3 separate regions of the Mus musculus genome follow, and all the other regions are linked to region 1. Evidence: chromatin contacts called from public promoter capture Hi-C data. All regions are on one chromosome and are shown on one strand. The core of a region is the stretch at or near the end of the contact, and the rest is flanking DNA. Distances in the headings are between cores, read along the strand shown.

What was found. Promoter capture Hi-C pulls out the DNA fragments that hold promoters and counts their contacts.
Region 2: a promoter capture Hi-C map of pre-B cells shows a contact between it and region 1, with 2.8 times the contacts expected there. The contact joins the enhancer-like site here to the promoter of Bicd1 in region 1. A contact is called at or near these places in 10 of 39 promoter capture datasets (the 3T3-L1 cell line, the C10 cell line, the HPC-7 cell line and 6 more), 1 of 15 datasets of contacts at CTCF or cohesin (large pre-B cells), 2 of 484 Hi-C or Micro-C datasets (bone marrow-derived macrophages and liver), 5 of 115 datasets of contacts at active chromatin or transcription factors (bone marrow-derived macrophages, embryonic stem cells and large pre-B cells) and 4 of 9 other capture datasets (adipose tissue, liver, macrophages and 1 more).
Region 3: a contact with region 1 is called in a promoter capture Hi-C map of embryonic stem cells, with 3 times the contacts expected there. The contact joins the enhancer-like site here to the promoter of Bicd1 in region 1. A contact is called at or near these places in 15 of 39 promoter capture datasets (the 3T3-L1 cell line, 3T3-L1-derived adipocytes, the C10 cell line and 9 more), 4 of 484 Hi-C or Micro-C datasets (the P5424 cell line, bone marrow-derived macrophages and embryonic stem cells), 11 of 115 datasets of contacts at active chromatin or transcription factors (acute myeloid leukemia, astrocytes, bone marrow-derived macrophages and 4 more) and 4 of 9 other capture datasets (adipose tissue, liver, macrophages and 1 more).

The regions. Positions count from the first base shown.
Region 1 is chr6:149,407,634-149,410,333 of GRCm38.p6, forward strand. Bicd1 (BICD cargo adaptor 1) reads left to right here and starts at 1,351. Exons shown (of 9, transcript NM_009753.4): 1 at 1,351-2,008. The coding sequence starts at 1,796.
Region 2 is chr6:149,039,046-149,041,821 of GRCm38.p6, forward strand. It overlaps Dennd5b (DENN/MADD domain containing 5B), which reads right to left. Exons shown (of 21, transcript NM_177192.3): 6 at 2,471-2,702. It also overlaps the pseudogene Gm15781. Among named protein-coding and RNA genes, the nearest start is that of Gm23462, 34 kb to the right of the region's middle. Within about 2 kb of position 1,311, at least 23 of the 459 cell types and tissues checked have an H3K27ac peak or open chromatin away from gene starts, as enhancers often do. A contact at or near this core is called in bone marrow-derived macrophages and pre-B cells, where this site is marked.
Region 3 is chr6:149,017,395-149,020,094 of GRCm38.p6, forward strand. Dennd5b (DENN/MADD domain containing 5B) reads right to left here. Exons shown (of 21, transcript NM_177192.3): 12 at 1,947-2,028. Among named protein-coding and RNA genes, the nearest start is that of Gm25539, 51 kb to the left of the region's middle. Within about 2 kb of position 1,252, at least 7 of the 459 cell types and tissues checked have an H3K27ac peak or open chromatin away from gene starts, as enhancers often do. A contact at or near this core is called in embryonic stem cells and stem cell-derived epiblast-like cells, where this site is marked.

The DNA.
Region 1 (2,700 bases), core at 101-2,600:
TCAGTACCTCACATTGTGGTGACCCCCAACCATTAAATTATTTTTGTTGCTACTTGATAACTGCATTTTTTCTACTGTTATGACTTGTAATGTAAATGTCTGATATGAGACCTTTGTGAAAGGATTGTTCAAGCCCTGAAGGGGTTTCTACCCACAGGTTGAGAACCACTGGCCTAGAGACTTACTGAGCACCTGCAGATGTTATACAACAATTTCCTCCCAGATAGAACAGTTCATCTTAACAGAATTTCAATATACAGGATGTTCTAAAGAGAAGTAAAACATTCCATCCTTCTAGGAAGCTCTTAAACCCAGGAAGTAAACAACTCAAAGGCTTCCGTAAATTCATGAAACTAATGAGATTCACTCCTTCCCCAAGGATATATAATCAGGAAAGCAGGCCGAGAGTTGGGACAGACATGCTTAGCTACCTAGGAGAGACACAAATCACCAGAGCTATGTGAAACAGACAGTCTCCAACCTACTGAGCTGCTTTCAAGTTGTGTAGTATGGTTCAGGTTTTCCAGTGTCTATGATCTGTCACCCCTGGGGTGGGCTTTTGGTGATGTAGATATTTTTGAGTCATTTCTGTTTCTGTAAATAACCCCTCACTTATATTCCTTTAAATATTATTTCAATAAAACCCGTTGGTTCATCAAGTTGGACTGTGGTGGTAGCCTTACTGGGGTGAATAGATATTTGTTCACATCTCTCCAGTAATTACGTTATGCAGTAAGGTAGTATGATGAACTAAGTGCACAGAGGCTTAGGTTGGGGGACAGCAAAGTTCTCTGGTAGAGTGTTAGGTGGACTAGACCAAATTAGACAGAGTCTGAGAAAGGAGGAAGGACTCCCAAGGTACATCTATCAAGCTTTGGAAAAGCAGCATTCTTGAAAGCACTAGCTCTGTTTGTTTTCTGTGGGCTCACTGCACTCCAGTAGGCTTCGAATTCCCACCTCAGAAAACTTAGCCCGTTGGAGGCCTTCTTAGTGTTCTGATCTTTCAGACACCAATCACCCTTTCCAACACCCTTGCCCTTTCTTCAGCTGCCCTGGCTTCCTCAGTCTAGCATCTCTTCTCAGATGCAGTCCTCTTCCATCCCCCAGCCTCCTTAGCCTCCACTTCTCTTTAAGACACCCATTTTCCTCAGCCTTCATTCCGCCTCAGCGCGGTTCCCCCTCCTCAGCCCTCCGTAGTCTCCCATCATTCCTCAGCTAGTTCTGGGTCCCTCTGCCCTCATCCCTCTTCAGCAGTCGGCTGTGCTGCGCTGCGAGGCTCGGTGGGGTTTTGGATTTGCTCCTCCCCTTCCCTACCTCCCTGCATTCTGAGTGGCTGAGAGGAAGAGGACCAGTTGGAGTCCGCATCTGTGTGCACTGGCTGCCGCAGGGCCCAGCAAGCAGGTGGAGCTCAGCCTCCCACGGAGCATTGGGCGGTGGACCGCAGTGACGCGGCCTGAGACATGGCGGCCACGCGCCTCTGAGGCCGCAGAACCGGAGTCTCTTGCTGCGCGAGTTGCCCCTTGGCCATGCAGCTTGGCTGCTGACTGCCCCGGCGCGTGGCCCGGAGGATCCCGGCTGCGGTCATCACCTTGCAGTCTCCATGCTGCAGGGTATATTCCTCCCATATTCCATGTATTCCTCCTCAGTGCTTCCGGCCGTGTAGCCGCAGCTGCCGGCCGGGCCTCAGGGCGCTCTACCTATTATTCATCAGGCACTTTTCTTTTCCATTTTTATTTTCATTCCTATTTGCTTCTCCTTTTCCCTTCTGCTTTGCGTCTATCTCCGCCACCCCGCTATGGCCGCAGAGGAGGCGCTGAAGACGGTAGACCAATATAAGACTGAAATAGAGAGACTGACCAAGGAGCTCACAGAAACGACCCATGAGAAGATCCAGGCTGCAGAGTATGGGCTGGTGGTGCTGGAGGAGAAACTGACTCTCAAGCAACAGTATGACGAGCTGGAGGCCGAGTATGACGGCCTCAAACAAGAGCTGGAGCAGCTCAGAGAGGTGAGCAACCCGTCTCCTATTTCCCTCTCCAGGTTTGGCATTTCTCAGTGCCAGTCATCACTGTAAAGAAGTCAGAAGGGATATGGCCAGAAGGACTTCATCTTAGAGCCCTTTGTTGATAAGAGAATATTGAAAGAGTCCATTGTTTTCACCAATAGAAAAATTACCCAAGAAATGAATGCATAAGCTGGAATGGGAAGCTCTTTATTATGTGGGGGAGGGAGAGTCACAAGAAGTCTTCAGGCATCCGTGCTGGCAGGTAACATTGAATTGGGTTGAAATGCATAAATCAAACTTCTCAAACTGCTGTTATTTCAAACCCAGATATCAATGACCATAATCCATCCAATTGATGAGGTTTGTGCCTGAGGACCTACAATTTCAGGATGGTAGAATTTGGTACTTCAGTCGTCTGCTGAGTAATTGCTCCTTGGTGAAATAGGAACTAGTTATTAGGACTCACCAGTCCCGTTTGACGTTGGCTTTAGTCCTTGTCATGGGGCTGTAGGAGCAAAACAACTTTGCTGGGTGGTTTTGCTGCCCTTAATTTCACCTCTGTGCAAGGCTGGGCTATGCTTATGTCTTATAGAAGGCACCCTGAGACTGAGGAAAATCAAAATCATCTCCATATGGTGAGACATGAGAAAGAAATGTAAAATATATGGATATCTATGCCTTGCCTATCAAATATG
Region 2 (2,776 bases), core at 61-2,560, 370 kb before region 1:
TTACTGTGCAATTTATTGAGACCATCTCAAAATTTATAAGTATAAACAGTGGTAGCATGCTTCTCTCTCATGCCCAAAGCAAGCACTGAAAACACATACACACACACACACACACACACACACACACACACACACACACACACACAGAGAGAGAGAGTGAAGGAGATATAGTCTCCTCTTACTTTTTCAAAAGTCTTTACATTTCTAGGGAACTATAGTCTTAACCTAATCTTGTTTTCAGACATGCTAAGTCTCTTAGTGATATTTTCACGAAGTTTACACAATTTCTGTGATGAGAATGGGATTATCAAGCTCCAAGAGGCAAAAAGAAAATCAATTTTAATTGGTAAGATTTTCCAGAGGCACATTAAGCTAAGGAATTGGTACTTAATTCCATTTTAAAAATTCTGTTGGGAAGAGAGGAATGAAAAATTCCCAGTGAGGTACTCATATAACTATTAAAAGCTTCACTTACTCTATCACCTCAGGTTCTAGAAATACAGAGGCACGTGCCACTTCCTGAAGAGACTCCAGGGAGTTGCCCTCATACATGGAAATACAGAGTGATGTTTGAAGACTATAAGCACTGCATAAAAGTTATCATTTAATATTTCTTTCCTTGATAATACCAAAACAGCTGTATTATTTCCATAACTGAACTATTTAGATGTAGATGGAAAGGTGAGCAAGCCATAGAAGCAGAGCAAGAAGAGCTTCTTAGCTGTTGTGCCCTTTAATCTAGTACAAAATTTGGTCTAAAATTAAAAGTGCCACTTGGGAACTAGGCATAGATGTATAAAACTACACAAATTGGTACATTTTTACATATTTGTTAGTGAATAAAACCACTAAAAAGATTAAGGCTTAGCTATTAGAAATCAGTCAGCTACCAAAAACTAGCTATAAAACCACAACCAAGTTCTTTAATCTTTCAGTTTCCTAACCCGTAGAATGAGAAGATATCAATGCATATATCCTGCCATTAAGACTACATGTAAAAAGGCACGTCAAATCAAACACTAGCATAATGACTGACACACAGGAAGAATTTGAATGCTGGCTTTTAGTATGATTATTGTACTGCACTATCAGACAAGAGCAAGAAAATTCCTCATTCTTTGAGGGAAACCCATGTTAGGGTTGAGAGACTCTTTCATTTGAATGCAAACATCCAGAGGTTTAATTTCAAGAAATGAAACTATGTAATTAACTACCACAAAGCTCGTAAGAGCTGTTTTAGTTATGTAAACTAGACAGAGCCTCAGACTTCCGTCTTTGTTTTGGTTTTACTTTAGACAGACTCCTTGCTACATTGCCGAAGCTGGCCTTAAACTCCTGATCCTTCGTGCTTGGCCTCCCAAGTGCTAGGATTTAGGCATGTACTACTATGCCCAATTTCAGGTTTACCATTTTAAGTTAATAGCTAGAGACAAGAGGTGATGGGTAAAAAAGGCAACATCAGTAGCAAGAGAGAAGTTAACATTTTTTTCCCCAACACAAGAAAGTAACAAAAATCTACATCTTCTTGTCAATTCAATTTATTATTATTATTTTTCCTGTTTGGGGTAAAGGAAAAGGAATGTCCATAGGAACAGGAATTCACAGGAATCTAAAGAAAAGTACAAAAACTTCTTGCTAACACGGGGATTATTCATGATGTCCCAAAATGAAAGTTAACTTTGTATCTTAGCGGTGGTGGCCCATGCCTTTAAAATCCAGCATTCAAGGAACAGAGACAGGCAAATCTGAGTTAGAGGCCAGCCTGATTTACAGAGCAAGTTCCAGGATGGCCAGAGCTACACAAAGAAACTCTGTCTTAAGTCTCCCTTCATCCCCCAAAAAAAGAAAATTAACTTTGTGTTGAAAAAGTCAGAGAGAGCAGGACGTCTGTCTTTGAATGTTTGTGGTGTTGACCAGCCCAGAGTGAATTAAAAATGGGTGATGCTAAAATAGGCAAGAAGATATTTATTTGTTCAGAAGTGTGCCCAGTGCCACACTGTGGATAAGAAAGGCAAGCATAAGACTGGACCAAATCCCCATGGTCTGTCTGAGTGGAAGGCAAGTCAGGCTGCTGGATTCTCTTATACAGATGCCAACAAGAACAAAGGCATCACCTGGGGAGAGGACACCCTTCCTGATGGAGTACTTGGAGAATCCCAAAAAGAATATCCCTGGAACAAAAATGATCTTCGCTGAAATTAAGACGAAGGGAGAAAGGGCAAACCTAATAGCTTATCTTTAAAAGGCTACTAATGATAATTCCTCTGCCTTATTTATTACAAAACAAACATCTCATGGATTTTAATGTACACCATAATTTAATTCATACACCAAATTCAGATCATGAATGGCTAACAATGTTTTTGTTGGACAGTCCTAATTTAAGTAAAACTGACTTATCTTAAAAGAAAAAGTCAACAGTTTATAAAAAGAAATGATTGTGCACTTAAAACATGTACGGTAAATATACCTGCTTCTTTTAAACTGCTGCATTTCTGATATATAGATGTCCGCAGGGTGGGTGCCCTTACATTATACAATCTGATCTTCTCAATCCGAGAATCAAAGACCCGAAGCAGAGGGTCTTTCTCTTCCCATTGAGACATGATCTTATTATCAATAAAGGTGGCAAACATCTGTGTTTCAATGAAGCGTGAAAGAAATGGCAGGTAAGGCTCAGGCTGGTCAGAGAGAAAAGAAGCCTGTAATGAGATAATTAGCAAATTATTACCTTTATCTTAATATTATAAAGATGAAACAAGTTTGTTGTTAAGGT
Region 3 (2,700 bases), core at 2-2,501, 390 kb before region 1:
AGAGAACTACACTATCTTTACAGTAGTCTAGGAGAGCAATCATGCCATCTGAGATAGACTCATGTTTTACAAAAAAAAAAAAAAAAAATCTGTTAATTACTGAAATTAGCAAGGATTTGCTTAACTTGCTCCATAGTCCCACATGACCCAGAAACAAGAATACACATGGACATACACAAACATGCATACACGAACATGAGTATACACATGAACACACATGCACACACACGTGCACACATACAAATTATACCAACAAAGTATAACTTTAAGAGAACTCAGTGACTTTTTGTTTGTTTTGAGACATGTTTAGCTCTGGCTCTTTTGAACATCATTATGTAGACTAGGCTGGTCATAATAAACTCAGAGATCTGCTTGCTTCTGCCTCCAAGAGTTGGGATTAAAGACATGTGTCACCATAAAAGGTACAAAAAGTCAGAAGTGTTACAATTATTTTCTAAATCACATATTTTTCAAGGCAGGGCTTCTCTGTGTTCTGGAATTTGCTCTGTAGACTAGGCTGGCCTTAAACTTGAGAGATCTACCTGCCCCTGCCTTCTAAGTGCTGGAACTAAAGGCATGGCCCTCCACTGCTGGTAGAAAATGCTAAATTTTAATACTTGTATTTTTTTAAGCTACAATTTGCCAGGCAGTGGTGGCTTGAGGCAGAAACAGGACAATCTTTTGAGCTCTGAGGCTAACTTGGTTTACAGAGTGAGTTCCAGGACAGACAGGGCTACACAGAGAAGCCCTTTCTTGAAAAACAAACAAACAAACAAACAATCATACATACATACAAAAATCTGTATCTTTCTGAGACCAATTTTCTGCTAAGTATCTGTTGCTATTTACAGGGTTTTTTGGTCTATATATGTATAGATAACAGGCATTTTAGAGACTTTTCAAAAATCCAAACAGGAGACATTGTAGTTTAGAAAACTCTTCTGCTCCACCTTCCCTTTTTATTTAATGTCAGAAAGAACAAAACAAAACAGCACAACAGTAAAACAGTAAGACTGGGGCTGGAGAGACTGGGGCTGGAGAGGTGGCTCCCTGGCTAAGGGTGTTTGCTGCTTTTGCAGAAGACTCAGTTGGTTCTCAGTGCCTACTAACAAGAGCTAACTACTAAGTCAGCTAACAACCATCTCTAGTTCTGGTTCTAGGAGATCCAGCTTCTGCGTCGTCTGAACTCTAGGGGTCACCAGGCGTGCATATGGTTTTGTTGCAGGATTTTCCTTGTCCAATTACATTAGGGCAGCAGGAGGCCTGTGATTGGACAGGGAAAAGGGAGGCGGAGCTAAGAGTTGCAGGGAAAGAGAGCATGGGGTGGGGGTGAGAGAAAGAGAGAGAAGGAAGGAAAAATGGAGGCAGATGTGAACCAGCGTGCCTTTAACCAGCCATAGGTAGTTATGAATATTAGAATATTTGGGATAAAGCTTTTATCGTTATCAATTGGTTCTGAAATTATTGTATTGGCATCTTGTAAACTGAGAATTTATTGATACATAAATCTGATTGGTTAATTATAAGGCTCAAGAATTTTGCTTTACTTGGTTACTGGAATGTGGTACCACCAAAAGTAGAGAGAACTAGTAGCTCCAGGGACAAGCGAGCCAGACGCTATGGGGGCTGGCTGGAGAGACGCTATGGGGGCTGGCTGGAGAGACGCTATGGGGGCTGGCTGGAGAGAGCTGCTCCCGGAGAGTTGGCGGGTTGAGAGAAGCAGGAGCAGGAGAGTTGGCGGGTTCATTTTTAATATTTCCCGCAACATGGTTTATGTATGTGTCCTTCCACAGGTCAACACTAATACTCATAAGATAAATATAAAATAAATAAATAAAAATATTATATTATGATGATACTTTCTTCAGAATATATAATCAAAAGGTATAGTTATTACTTGAGCAATATAGGTGAAAGCTACATTTATTACCATGTGTAACAAATACCTCATGTCTTGAATAAGAGAGACTCTGAGTGTTGGTAACATAACTCCTGAGTCAGATTTTCTTCTTTCTGGTCCAAGGGCAACTATGTAGAAAAATATTAGCAAAGTATTAGGACAATAACAGTAAGAATTTATACTTTAGTTGTTTTTTTTTTTCAAGACAGAATCCTTTTGTGTAACTCTGGCTGGCCTTGAACTCACATAGATCCACATGCTTCTGCCTCCCAAGTGCTGGTTCTGATGGGGTATAGCACCATGAGATTATAATATAAATACATCATGTCAGCCTTCCCTTTCCTCACTCTAAACCCTCCCATGTGCCTTCCACTCCCCACAATTTTGCTCTTTCAGAATCATGGACTCTTTTTTTTCATTAGATGTGTGTGTATTTTAAGATTTTATTTATTATTATATCTAAGTACACTGTAGCTATCTTCAGACACACCAGAAGAGGGCATTGGATCTCATTAAGGATGGTTGTGAGCCACTATGTGGTTGCTGGGATTTGAACTCATGACCTTCGGAAGAGCAGTCATTGCTTTTAACTGCTGAACCATCTCTTCAGTCCGTATATGTATTTCTAAATACATAAATACAACCTACTCAGTCTGTATGATGTTACTTGTTTGTGTATGTTTTCAGGGCTGACCATTTAGTATTGATACTTTATTAACACAGTAAACTAGCTGTGGCCACAGTTGGAAACAAGCTATGTGAAAGAATATGACTCTTAAAGAGTCTTGGAGATAAACACA